2 separate regions of the Sus scrofa genome follow, and region 1 is linked to region 2. Evidence: chromatin contacts called from public Hi-C data. All regions are on one chromosome and are shown on one strand. The core of a region is the stretch at or near the end of the contact, and the rest is flanking DNA. Distances in the headings are between cores, read along the strand shown. Region 1 overlaps NRP1 (neuropilin-1). Region 2 overlaps NRP1 (neuropilin-1).

What was found. Hi-C and Micro-C count contacts between places; a contact is called where the count stands out from the background.
Region 1: a contact with region 2 is called in a Hi-C map of fetal liver, with 2.5 times the contacts expected there. The contact joins two enhancer-like sites. A contact is called at or near these places in 6 of 47 Hi-C or Micro-C datasets (brain, embryonic fibroblasts, fetal liver and 2 more) and 2 of 2 datasets of contacts at active chromatin or transcription factors (alveolar macrophages and skeletal muscle).

The regions. Positions count from the first base shown.
Region 1 is chr10:56,405,529-56,412,692 of Sscrofa11.1, reverse strand. All of the region lies in intron 3 of NRP1 (neuropilin-1), which reads left to right. Among named protein-coding and RNA genes, the nearest start is that of NRP1, 22 kb to the left of the region's middle. Within about 2 kb of position 2,407, at least 18 of the 83 cell types and tissues checked have an H3K27ac peak or open chromatin away from gene starts, as enhancers often do. A contact at or near this core is called in fetal liver and liver, where this site is marked.
Region 2 is chr10:56,294,105-56,301,007 of Sscrofa11.1, reverse strand. It overlaps NRP1 (neuropilin-1), which reads left to right. Exons shown (of 18, transcript XM_021064971.1): 13 at 1,290-1,349. Among named protein-coding and RNA genes, the nearest start is that of NRP1, 130 kb to the left of the region's middle. Within about 2 kb of position 2,452, at least 9 of the 83 cell types and tissues checked have an H3K27ac peak or open chromatin away from gene starts, as enhancers often do. A contact at or near this core is called in fetal liver and liver, where this site is marked.

The DNA of each region.
Region 1 (7,164 bases), core at 1,158-3,657, 110 kb before region 2:
AATTTTTAAAAATTGTAGGAGTTCCCATCGTGGCTCAGCAGAAAAGAATCTGATTAGTATCCATGAGGACGCAGGTTTGATCCCTGGCCTCGCTCAGTGGGTTAGGGATCCGGCGTTGCCATGAGATGTGATGTAGGTTGCAGGTGCGGCTTGAATCTGGCATTGCTGTGGCTGTGGCATAGGCTGGTGGCTACAGCTCCGATTCAACCCTGGGAACATCCGTATCCCTCGGGTGTGGCCCTCAAAAGACAAAAATAAAAAAAGTGCAGGGAAAAGCAGCTGGCAAAATAAATGTTTTTAAACTGACGGGCCCTCCTCGCCTTCCCTCTTCCCTCCGTTTCTGGCACCCTCGGCCCCTTCCCTCTGCCATCTCCCTCCCCCACGTCTGGTTGGGACCAGTTTGCCAAAAGCGATGGGGGTGGTTTTCAGTAGCCTCCGTTAAAAGACAAAAACAAAAAACCACCTCCCAGGAAGGCCTTTAGCATGATAGCTGAGAAGAAGTTATTATTTTAGCCCCTTCTCCCCTCCTCACCCTCCAGAATGGCCTGATGTGATAAAATTATATCTGCAGCCTCTCAAGTCCCCCCAGCACTGTTCTCTTTTGATATGACCACTGCTGTGTGTGTGGCCGGGAGCTCAGCGTTCCTTCTTGTGCGACCATGTGGGTGTTCTGGGTCAAACAGATTCTTTCGGACTGGGCAGTCATGAGTGCAAAAAAAAATGTCCTTGGACCTGTTACCCTCCACACGAATCGTTCACCTCTCTCTCCCTTTCCTGTAACTGCCAAGGGCTTCGTATGTGGCACCTGCAGCCCAGGACTTATTTCCTTGACCCTTCTCAGCCTAGTTTCTGTCCCCTCCGCTAGACTGACTCGTTTGCTCAAATGTTAGATGGCACTTCCTCTTCGCACGCCCCACACCCCTGGCCTTCGCTTGCCCCGAATTTCTTCAGCCTTGGCACCACACCATCGCAACCCGAAAGCTTTCTTCTCTCCTGCAGTTCATGCCGCTGCACCATCTTGGTTTTATCTCCACATCTCTGACCACTTCCCTTTTTGACCGGTTTCTCTTTTCCTCCAACATTCAAATACAGGCCTTTGCCAAGGTCTTGCCTTTGCCCCAGATATCTTCTCCCTGAATTGCCTTTTGGAGCCACTCTACTCAGACGATACCCAAATTTCAGCCCATTCCAATGTGGCCTAAGCATTGGACTTAAACGTCCAACTTCTTTCTAGGTGATCTTGACTGGCCTCACCCAGTGCGTTCCCTGTAACAGCTGCTCATTTAATATTTGCTGAACTGAACTGGCCAACTGACATCCAGCGCAGGTGTTTATCTAGCCCAGAAGAACCAAACCCGGGCAAAGATCTAACTTAATTGGACTCTGAACATGCACACTTAGGCTTCTCATCCAGGTGGTAAACCCTTCCTCTTCTTGGGTAGCAGAGTCAAACTTATATTTTTGCTCCTAAAAACTCTTTTGAGAAGCCTAGAATTTCTCCATGAGAGTAGCTTTAGCCAAATCTCAAAAAAAAAAAAAAAAAAAATTTAAAAAATGCAGAGGTGCAGTTGCCGGAAAGCTCTTCTTTCTGCTTCCCCGTCCCTTCCATAATCTGTTTTGGAGTCAGAGGCATAAAACATATTAATATTGTAGGCCTATGTCCGGATTGCTGAGTTGTTCTGACATTCCCCACAACTCTTGGGACTTTGTGTCACAACTCTGTAAACGTTGTCTATTGAAGATTCATATCTGGGCTCGTATCCAAACTACCTTTACATAAATTTCACACAAATAATTTAGAGCCTCCTTCCATTCCAGCTGGCAGCCCCAGTAACTGCACATGTTAAGGTCACAGCAGGCTTGCTGGGGAAGATGTTGACCATGAACTTCTCTCTTAGAGAGGGCAACACGGGATGCTTCCCATGCACAGGGGTGTAGACATGTTTGTCCAGGTCACCATGTGAAAACCCAGTCCTGTGTCTTGGAGCAACCCCAGAAAGAGGCTGTCCTGGAAGGGGGTCCGGCTGAGGCAGCCCAGGGTGTTTCCCGAAGTGGACCGGGAGGGTCTCAGCTGTTCCCCTGGCTCACACCTCTCTCACCATGACACTCTTTCCTAAGGGTTTCTCAACACTACGTGTCACCATGGGCAAGCGTCAACCCAAGAGGAAGGGACAAAGCGGTCACGGGTGCCCAGCCACCCCCATCACAGCAAGCACCCCAGCCACCGTAGCTCGTGTCCACATTTCTTCCAGCTTCTTGATGCCACCACCTTGCCCAAGTTCTCTGGGGGATTTCTGGATGTTTCTGTTATATCTCTAGGGTGGAAACCCAGGGCACCCCCTCCCTGTCAAATCTCGAGTTTTTCTGCAGCCAAAGAACAGAATGACTCAGGTGATAAGCGCTTGTGTTTCCTTGGGGGAGGAGCCATGAGCAGGGGCCGAGCTATCATGCCCTCAGCTTGTTCCCTTTGGACCCGTCCTGTGTCCTCATGCTCACAGTCCCCTCGGGGCGGTGGGGGGGGGGCTGGCTTTGTTAATGGTGTGGCCTTCATGGATGATGCCTCTAGGAACCCATTGCATCCTGAGTTCTTGGAGGGACTTGGCCTCTAAGTAGCTCTGGGCTTAAGTGCTTAAACTTTTTGCATCTGAATTTCCTCGTCTGTGAGATGGGAAGTGTGGGCTCTGAACTCCGAACCCCTTTGCCTCTCATCTAACAGGACTCAGCTTGTGCAGGGGATTCCTGGTGCCACAAAAGCAAAATCCAAAGACGTCCTTTCGGTCCTGAACCCCGAGCCTTTCTTTGGTTTCGACAAGACCTCTTCAACGCCCTGACTCTTTCCTTCTTTCTTAAATCTCAGCTACCCCAGCTCAGTCCGGACCCTCCCTGCCTTTCGCAACACAGCTTCTGCCTGCTCTTTTTTTCACCAAGACAAGTTTATGTCTGTTTTCTGCCCGTAAATTTTATCAGACATTTTAAAACTCTATTCTGGCAACATTTCTTCCAAGGAATTGTTCGCCTCTTCACCTAGACTGTAATCTTACCCATGAACAGGCCTGTTTTACCTAATCAGTGATTGGAAGGAACCAGGAATGTGACCCTTTGAAACACTTTTTTCTTGTTCTACTGTTGCTGACAGTAATACTCACAGGCAGTGGAAATTCTGTGTAGGAATGAGTTGTTTGTTCTTGAAACTAGATGAGCCACAGGCCAAGTTGGAAATGTAATTTAACTGCCGTCGATACCCTCAGCATTAACCTAAACTCAGGTTTGATCACTGACACAGAAGTAGCTTTTACCTTATCGTTTTGTTCAACATAGCTTGTTAAAATTAGGTGGTAAAGAACAGAAATTGCATTGGCAAAAGTACAAAGGAATGACAACAGCGATTTTGTTCATGAATCCCACCTCACTCTATCTCTCAACGGCAGTGTAAGCTATGTAATAAGCCATGTATCTGTTTGTAAAACAGTCTTGAATTAAGGCGCTTATTCAAATGCCATTGTAAAAATAATTTTCTGAAATTGTGGTCTATCAACAGGAGATAAGATGGCACTTTGCTATCGCCTGCTGAGGCCCATTATGAATATTCTATTTCAGCAGCAAATCACACTGTAAATACAATGTTCAGATTCATTTATTCCCACAATAGCATTTTTGCAAAGGTGCAATTTCATAATTTGACTTTGCATTGAGAGCACATCATCATTTCCAAGCTCTTTTAAGCACTGGTTAATTCACACATCCTTGGGAGATTGTTTATTTGTACCAGACCCATTTTAGAGTGAAATCACCCAAATGTATAAAAACAAGGCCACTTGCCAAAAGCGGAACAGGGACAGCAATGTGGCTAAAACTCCGATGTGCTTCCTTTCCTTAGCACATCCGACCAGGCACGTCTGAACACCTTAAACACAGATGTGCTACCCATGAGGAAGGAATGTCATTCAAGTCATTCAGGGTGCAAATGTAAACATGTATAAACAGGACCCAAAATGAATGAACGTATGCATTGTACTTTTCTCCTCTGTTTGGTCCTTCTGAGCCATATTTGTGTTAAAGCAAATGATCAATGGCGGACTAACGTCTGAAGTTATTTAGCTAATTCCCAGGGTTCATTGGAAAATGTCTAGTATTTCTAAACACCGTCCTAAAAAAAGAACTTGAACTGTCCACCCCCATTATTTTTGTCATTCCAGCCTTCCTGGCCCTGACCTTGAGATTTAAACTATTCATGTTTCTTATCAATGTTGTTTGAGGGTTTGGTTTAGGTATTGATTACACAGGCACTGGAGATCGATAGTGAACACGGGTTCACTGTTCAACATTCATCACGAGTAGACTTGGGAAAAAAACACACAGGGTCATCAGTTCAGAAACTCACCAACTTGAAAGGTGGGATAAAGTCAGGCACTTTGTGAAACATGGTTTACTTGGACACCAGAACGCTTCCTCTGAGACTTCAACTGTTGCCTGCTACCTCATTCATTCGTTCACTCATTCGCTGTGTACGCATCACCTAGGATGTGCCAGTGACCTACATTCCAGGAAGACAGTGCTAACACTGGAGCTGCCACGTCAGGAGGGTCCTCTGTGCCCTCTGTGCCTTCCCAGCTTGCAAATCCCTCATTATCTTCCCCTGCAGGTCCAAGACAGGCCCCCTTGGGACCTGGCTCTCGCTCCAAACAAGATGCATATAGAAAACGTCTGGCTGAGGCAACTCTTGGCTGAGCATCAAGTTTGTTCTTGGCGCTGATGCTCTAGGCTTGGAACCCTCAGCTGGGGCTCCCAGACCCTCTGTGATTCAGCCCCCGGCTGGGCTGCTCTTGTTTCCCAGGTTCACTCAAGCTCCCGCCCTGCATACTTGACTTGCGGTTGCCTACTCTCCATGCCTGGCCCTGGCTATTCTAACCTCAGATCATGCCCTCTTTGCCTGTAATTACTGGTCCCAGTCAACTCCGTTTCACCCTCCAGCAGGCCTTGAGTGACAGACCTCAGGAAGCGTTAGGCTTAGAAGGAGTGAGCACATGGTTTCTAAAGCTTCCCAGGATGGTCTGGGGTTGCTTCCGAATATATGTTTGCCAGAAGCCAGGTTGGCAGAGCAGCTTGGGATATGGCCTCTGAGTGATTCATATTAGGAATCTCGGTGAGAACGAAACACAGTCAGCTGTGGCTTTTTGGAGTTGGTTTATAGCCCCAGCAGCCATTTTACTGGCTCTGCACATGGAATAAATTCAACAGAAAGAGTAGAAAGAAACGGGATCTTTCCTACCTCATACCCCTAGCCAGGGTATAAGCGTAATTCCTCACCAAAAATATTAATGACTAAGTGAATGGGTAGATGCTTCTTCTCATTATTCCATCTTCATCTCCTCCCAGGAAAAGTCCCCATCACTCCTCCTTGAATGGAAGTGGCAGGGGAAACAGAAAGAAAGGCTTCCTCAAGGAGACTTTGACAGAACTTGCCCAGGGATAGGATTCAAGGGGAGCTGGAGACAGGGATGTTGAAGAGTAAATGTCTCCATCTTCGGGTCTGGAAAAACAGTGGTACCAGGAACGTCAATAGTAAAAAACCCAGACTGTAGGTCCCACCTCAGACATTTTGAGATGCTTCTGAAATATACACACAACATTCTTTTTTTTTTTTTTTTGAATTTCTATCCCATTGGATTTATTTATTTATTTTTTTTTTTATAATTTTTTTTATTTTCCCACTGTACAGCAAGGGGGTCAGGTTATCCTTACATGTATACATTACAATTACATTTTTTCCCCCACCCTTTGTTCTGTTGCAACATGAGTATCTAGACAAAGTTCTCAATGCTATTCAGCAGGATCTCCTTGTAAATCTATTCTAAGTTGTGTCTGATAAGCCCAAGCTCCTGATCCCTCCCACTCCCTCCCTCTCCCATCAGGCAGCCACAAGTCTCTTCTCCAAGTCCATGATTTTCTTTTCTGAGGAGATGTTCATTTGTGCAGGATATTAGATTCCAGTTATAAGTGATATCATATGGTATTTGTCTTTGTCTTTCTGGCTCATTTCACTCAGTATGAGATTCTCTAGTTCCATCCATGTTGCTTAAAATGGCATTATGTCATTCTTTTTTATGGCTGAGTAGTATTCCATTGTGTATATATACCACATCTTCCGAATCCAATCATTTGTCGATGGACATTTGGGTTGTTTCCATGTCCTGGCTATTGTGAATAGTGCTGCAATGAACATGCGGGTGCACGTACACACAACATTCTATTGCTTCTGAAGATGATCAAGTTCAATGCTAACAAAAATGGGTTTGACCACTTAGTCTTAAGGGAAGGAGAAGGCCACAAATTAATTTGCCATACTTGTTATGTTGCCACTTGGAGGATGGCAGATATGTTTGCCATCACATGATATCTCTGATTGATGACTAGTTGCCACCTGCAGTGCCTTCGAGAAAACCCAGAAAAAAAATGTGGCAGAATAGATGGCAGTGCCCACTGTGGGCTGGAGGAAAAAGTGGAGCCCAAGTGTGGCCAGTCTGCCATCTTTAATCCATATGTTGCAACAGCCTCTTCAGGACAGAGGCTAACCACAGAAGGGTAAAGGAGAGTTTCATTTGGAACATGTACTTTTGCTAATTAAATGAATAGGCATGCCTGTTTATTTTTCTTGAGCACAGAGTTATCAGAAATAAAATTCAATATCTAGTTGTTGGGTAAGCCCATTGACAACTTTTGGATTAATTTCTCTGATTTCAGTAAAGTCTAATGTTTGTGTTCCATAGACTCATCTCTTAAAGCTCAGCTTTGTGGTGATCATTTTTATAGTTCTAAATAAAACTTTTTGGTGTGGCTTGGCAGACTTTATATTCTGTTTTGCACAATAGGCCTTTTATGGAGATGTGTACACACCTGAGTTTGCATATGTATGAGGGAGCCATGCTGCATATTTTCCCCTTAAGTAAATATTTGCAAAACACAAGAAAATAAGTCATCCATAATCCTAGCACTCAAAGACTGTCTATATCTTCATATATCTTTTTTCAGCCTTTTTTCTTTGCATTTAGAAGTAGGCATATGTTTAAAAAGTTGAGGTGATTCTTTATAGACACCTTTTAGCCTACCGTTTTCTCTTAAAATTACATTTTAAGCATTTTGTGTTAGGCCCTTAAATATTTTTAA
Region 2 (6,903 bases), core at 1,203-3,702:
ATCTTGATTGAATGATACTCTTGGAAGGTGGACAGTGGCACCTTATCACAGCTTCCCAACTTTCCACAGCCCACACAGACCCACTCATGCCATCACCCTGAGTCTCCCAGGATTTTATCTCTCGGGAATGCAGTAAATGGCAGAATTGGAGGGAGCCTCTGAGTCACACAGCACACCAGTGTTACAATTAGCACTCAGGTGATGCTTGTGGTCTGTGGTCGGGCAGGTTGAAGAACAGTACTTTAAAACCAAACTCTAAAAAAGGCAGGGCGGTGAGTTCCCATTGTGGTTCAGGGGATTAGGAATCCAACTAGTATCCTCGAGAATGCAGGTTTGATCCACAGCCTTGCTCTGCGGGCTAAGGATCTGGCGTTGCTGTGAGCTGCGGCATAGGTCGCAGATGCAGGTTGGATCCCGCATTGCTGTGGCTGTGGCGTAGGCCTCAGCTGCAGCTCTGATTCAACCCTAGCCTGAGAACTTCCATGTGCTGCAGGTGCAGCCCTAAAAAGGAAAAAAAAATTAAAACATTAAAAAAAATAAAAGTGTCATGATGAAGAGCTGGAAATGGCCGAGCTAAGATACCCGAGCAAAGAGGATGAAGCTAAACTTCCCAGAAATTCAGGTCAACAAGTCAACACGGATTGATTGACGTTCGCAGTGTCCAAGGGGGTATTTTGTGCAGTCCTTGCCTTGGGACTGTCAAGAAATGTGTCTCCCCTTTCCCCTCTTCCTGCCGTTTCTCTGAACCACATACTGGGTAGAATATTTGTCCTTGGGAAAAATAAACAACCACAGCAGCCAAAGAAAGGGCGAATTACTGCCAGCCACTTGAAACCTTCAGTTTTGAAAATAGATTGTGGGGACCAGCCTTTGCAACTCCCCTCCCTACACCCCCTCCAAAGGCACACATCTGAAGCCTTGGGAAACTATTTGAAGCTTAGAGGTCCAGGTCAAGTTTAATACCCGAGTCGCTAAGGACCCTGGGAGGCCTTTGCTTTTCACTGTTGAGTTTGCGAGCGTCACTCAGTCTGGGAGTCAGGGAATGCCCTTGGAATACCGCCTGGATGCTTGATGAATAAGTACGTAGGGTCAAAAATAATGGCTTATTTGAATTTGATACTGTGGTGAGCAAAATTTAAATAAGACAATTCCTATAGCTGGATCCAGGATGATCTAAAGGAACCATGTGCTTCTGACAGATGTACCTATGCATACAGCGTCTCTGCTGCATATTACCTGCAATGCTGCCTTTCTTCTCATCTCCGAATGTTACTGTCTTTGTGTTTCAGGAGGGACCACCGTGCTGACCACAGAGAAGCCAACCATCATAGACAGCACTATACAATCAGGTACCAAATACAAGGGAAAAGTGGTCCATTTCCCTCGTACCTGTCTTCTCCCCCTGAAATAGCGCATCCCCACTCCTGTCAGTTCCCATTCCCCTCAAAGTCCTAGCAGAGGTGCCACCAGCATCTGGTCCCCAAGCAGGAGTCTTCGACACCGCCTTCCTTCCATCCACATGTATGTGCAACAGGAAGCGCGATTTCCTTCTCCATCACTCACTGCCAAATGGTGACAATCCCCGCTCTCCTCGGAAGGAACTGAGGAACATACTTTGTTTAAACGCTGCACATCTAGGACCCGGACTGTGTTTGCAAACTCAGGAGAAGGAAATCTCCCAGGCAGCAGCCTGCCTATTTATTCTCATCGCCACTCTGCAAATCCCAGACAGGCGAAGTTTGTCAGTTTTGCCTGCCACGGAGTTGGCAGTTTTACAGCTGCGTTTCCAGTGGGCGGGTCATGGGAAGGGGTGCAGGAAACCAGAGCTGGCACTGCACCAGGAGAGGCGCATCTTCGGGAAGGGCACCTCCGAAGCCTTTTATTCATAGAGCCCCGTGATGCCTTTTAGAGCCCCCGGGTTGCTGTTGATCAGGGCCCGGCCACAGGGGAACGGGGGCCTCCCCCTCACTCTCTTGTATTTTGTTAGTATGTTTTGAAAGTCTTCCCCACCGACACACACGAGGGAAACAGTCCGTATAAGCAAACAGAGGTTTTACATACTTTAAAGTTAATCGTTGCACTGAGGTGAACAGGTCTGCTCACCAGCTTCTCCCACTTCCTCTCTCGAAGTGCACTCAACCTTGGCCTCCATGGTCACTTATTAATGGGGCATGTGGTGTACATCAGTGTTTCCTCAACAGCAGCCCCTCCCCAGCCAGCAGAAGGCAGAAAGGACCGCTCTAATTAGCATCCTTCCTTAAAGGGTGCTGTCACTCTCAACCTGATTAAACTGCAAAATAAACCTCCCTTTGGTGGAACTTAACCCCAGGTTGCCCTGGGGTGTGCTCAGAGTGGCCGGAATCCCTGCTACCACTCAGCTCAAACAGGCCCAAATACTGAAGGTGAGAGAGGAAAATAGTGTGCGCGCCTCGATTCTGACAATGCAGAGGCCCCGCCCACATCTCTGCAGGTTATAAAACGTGGCCTTCAGGGATTGGCTGACCATCCAGGCCTCCTGGGTGGACCTGCCTCTTGCTTGCTTCCTGTCTTTCCCCCTGGAAATTCCCGGTTTCCTTTTCACCCTCAGCCCCATCAGATTGGTTTTCTGGGGGGAACTGCCTGCAGCCTCTCTCTGACCCTCTGTCACAGGGAAGAAGGGTGAAGTGAACAAGCAAAGTTCTAATAATGTAACAAATATTTTCGCTCTTGCTGTAGTTTTTCTTCTTGCCAAATAGTTCATTACAACCACTAGGAAGTTGCCAGCTAGCTTGTACAACAGCCTTGACAAAAATGGAAAGGTATATCAGATCCCCAAACAGGCTAACTCTCCCTCAGTGTCAGAGGTCTGAAATATCCGAGCAGGAAGAGCAGGAACAGCATTGTGAACTTTTGACTTGTGCAAGAGTTCAAGGCCACTGGCATAAGGGCTTCACAGAGGAGCCGTGGTCCAAGGGCAGAGGTACTACCATCTGAACAAATTTGTGTCAAACTATCCTGAGCCCAAGCTCATACTGCTCATCCCTTGGCAGGCTAATAAACCAAGAGGCAAAGTGTTGGGACAAGGAATCGTGACTTTATTCAGAAAGCCAGCAGACAGAGACGGTGGACTAGTGTCCAAAGAACCATGTTTCTCCCAGTTAGAACTCAAACTTCTTTTATACCAAAAGGGAAAGGGATGTAGCTGGTGGTTGCAAACGTCTTAGTACAGGAATCCTTTGTTCTTGCAGCGTCCACATAAGTCTGATCATAATATTCCTATAAACCTCCAACAAGACCATTGTTATTTTCTGATCTGCACCTTTTTTTCACTATATGTGTTACACCTTTCAAGGTCAGCCTTGAGAATGGGCTGTTCTGTGAATTTCAGGCTATAGGCAGCATTCTTTTATAAAAGGTGCAGAGCCAGCATGCCCAAGCACAGGCAGCATACCAACAAGGGCTGGAGCTAAAGGGATAGATCCAAAACGGAGTCAGGTTTGTTATTCTCTGATGCAGAACCACAGGGCTTACCAGTAGGGGTGGTCTGGCTCACAGTCACCCCAGAGCCCTTTCCAGCTCAGCTTGGTTTCCTATTTTCCATTGCCCGAGTCATGAATCTGGTTCCCAAGGTCTTCATTTGTGAGTAGTGAACTGTCTGACTTCTTTGAGGAGTTCTGTTCACTGTCACCTCCTGGCTAAGCCAATGCTTAGGACTTGAGTGTGTGTGGAGTCAGAGGCCAGGTCTGACTGAGGTGTTCACCCCGTGGAGAACAGTACCCACCTGCTGATACCTGGATCCCCCCTATCCTGCAGGCACCTTGACAAGCAGCAGCAAATCAGACCCTAAATTGTCCTCATCATCTGACTTGCTGAAGCCACTAGAGACTCAATCAGAATCTGAAGATTTCACATTGAGGATTCTTCTCAATATATTATATATACGGGGCATGTAGTATATATATAACATTATAGGGGGCATATAATATTCATATACAGTCTGGGTTGTACTTAGATGCATAAAAGTCTGTTGATGCTCTGCCAGGAACTGATGAGAAGCCCTGCATTTTAAATCAAGCTCTGCCTGGTGGGTGAAGCCTCTTGCCTTCCAAGGATCCTCAAACATTCCATGGAATAGTTCAGAGTCCGTGTGTGACCTCTGGTGACATGGACCTGGGCACCTCCACGTATTCCCCCTGAAAGACCAGCCTATGAGTAAGCGAGCACACATACTCCGTAGAAGTTCTAAAGACCAGATTTGAAAATCAAATCCTTGTGCATATACAGTGCTAATGATCTAATTGCAGGCAAGCTAGATCCACCAGGCACAGCCAGTTCTGGCTCACAGCAGCTATCAATTTGTTTTAAGTTCAGAATATTGTTTCCTGCTATTTTTAAGAGTCAAGAGGGGATTTAGCCAGATTATTCCCAATGAATTTAATGAGAACTGTGCAGCCACAGGGCCTGGGTACTCTTTTGAAGATTGAAAGGTCACACACACGTAGTCCTGTATATTCATTTCATTGCTCTTTTCTCTTTTCTTCTCTGCCTATCTCCCCCCCCCCCTTCTAGAAATGTTTGTGTGTATTTTCAGTTTTCAGTAGTCTTTTTAGCCAGGCTTGAATCTTCAGCTGTGAGCTACTCTGACTCCACCCCTGTCTCCACAAAAGACACTGATTTTTTAAAAAAATTATTTTAATTTAACAAGATTGCCATAAATTATATGATTGGAACAAGGAAATAAACGAGTGGTGAAATACAAAAAGTTAGAGCAGATCATCATGTTAAATTTATAGATTGGAAAGAAGCAGTAGAAGGTAAAGCCTGATTTCCATTCACTGGAGCAGGAGAAATGCCTGAATTCCTCCTTCAGGCAAAGCTGTCCTCTGTCCTGGCCATTACAAAAATACCCAAGTTCACATACTTTATGATATCACCAGAAGAGTAATAGCCAACTCATGGATGGTGTGGTTTTCTATAAATTATATAATAAATTCAATGTATTGACAAGGCCAATATAACCAGAAATGTGTATGCCGTAATGGCCCACTGCCCTCCTCTTTGTACATGTCCTATAAATGACATTTAAGGAGCAAACCCCAAACCACACACGTAGTCGCATTTTCCAATATTAACATTCTCTAATATGAGATTACACAACACCACATTCCGGGACCATGGGTGTTGACATCCAGAGTTCAACCATTCTTCAGTGTCCAGCTGACCACACTTCATCTCCTGGATTCAGTCTTGCTGCACAGAAGGGGAGCAGATTTTGGAGAGGGTTTCTCACGCTTTCAAAAGTCCTATTTTACGGTTATGATGGACTAGACATGGAGTATATCTCTCCAGTGACACTATTGCTGTGAAATACAGCCCTTTGCACTAACTGAAAATGCTCACATTATGCACATCAGGTGGCTTTGCTGGGTTTCCCTTCCCCAGCTGGCCTTGTGAACCCTTTGGTGGGTCACACTGTCATTGGGAGGGAGAATCCATCCTGCTAGATTTTGATCATGCATATCGTGCGCCTTCCTTCCAAGTTTCACATTAGCATTTGAAAAGAGTTCCTCGGAAACCGAGAAGGCAAAGTAAATCATCCTTATCTGTTCAATACATCTTTCCATTGAAACCCCCCTCCCCCGCCATTGTCGGGGTTGGGGAGGGGCAGTGGAACCCAGGCTCCAGAAGAAAGCAAGATCTTTGTGTTAAACACTTAGACGAAGTTAAAGAAAAGATCAAAACGAGTTAGGCTTCTCAACCTGATGCTAATACAGCTTATAATACATACTTCCCTTACTGTACAGGGAGATTGTTTGGAGACTTATTCTTTAGATCAGTTGGCAAGCTGCCCTGGGCACCTTTGTCCCCGTTTCAATGCTGCCATCTCGTGGACGCCTGAACTCAGTGAAAAGCATGACCCTCCCTCATTAGAGAAAACAGCCACTGTCATGTGTTTATTTTATGGATGGAAGAGTGGGACCGACAGGAGCCGGAGAATTTTATCTTTAGGATTATTTTCATTGTTAGCTCAAGTTTACCCCCCAAAATTCCCAGCATCAAAGACTTCATTTTCCCCATCCTTAAAAAATTAAGCTACTTTCCCAAAAAGGGAGTTCAGTAAAAAATAAGGCTATAGAGGTTGCATAAAAATCTCACAATCAAATAGCACCTTGTAGGTAGAACACAAAAGGCAAATCATTCCTGAGAAGCCATTCATAATTTCTTCTTAGATTCCAAAGGAAGCATTTAGAAGGTTAAAAAAAAAAATACAAATGGGTACCTATTCAAATATGCTCTGGCTTTACTGGACCTTGCATTGAGGTTTTAAGTGGAGTGAACAATTTCTATGCAAATCTGAAAATTCACTTGAAAAGCAGAGACTTACACTTGAAATTAATTGACCTGATATAAAGCACAGAAGTAAAAAATAATCTCATGAAATGCTTCAGTGATCTGACAGTAAAATCCTGGAGCCTATGCTGGTGTGGCGAGAATACAGATAACCTCCAGGGTGAGATATTCAGCCAAGTCACGTTTCTAGATTTTTGAGGTTCACGGGTCAGTCTCTAATTAAGATTCTTTTCGTTGGTGGATATCAGTTTATATGACTCATCCTCAAGAACAGACCATCTTTCATATTAAATATTGTGGAAACGGGGCGAATGCTGCAGATGTCACAGGCAAGCTTTGCAAGGGAACCTTCCTGGAAGTTTTATGTAAAACCCAAGTTGACAGGCAGTCCATAATCTTTTGGGAGCTGGGTTTAAAAAAAAAAAAAATTACTAAATGTGATTTTGCAAACCTTTTGACATCTCCATGCATCTTTTGAGTTTCCTGGTAACGTTGGATTTTTGGATTTCCCAGAATTTAAACAGATATTAAGTTACATAAATCATGCTTTCCATAAACAAATTAAGGGCCTTT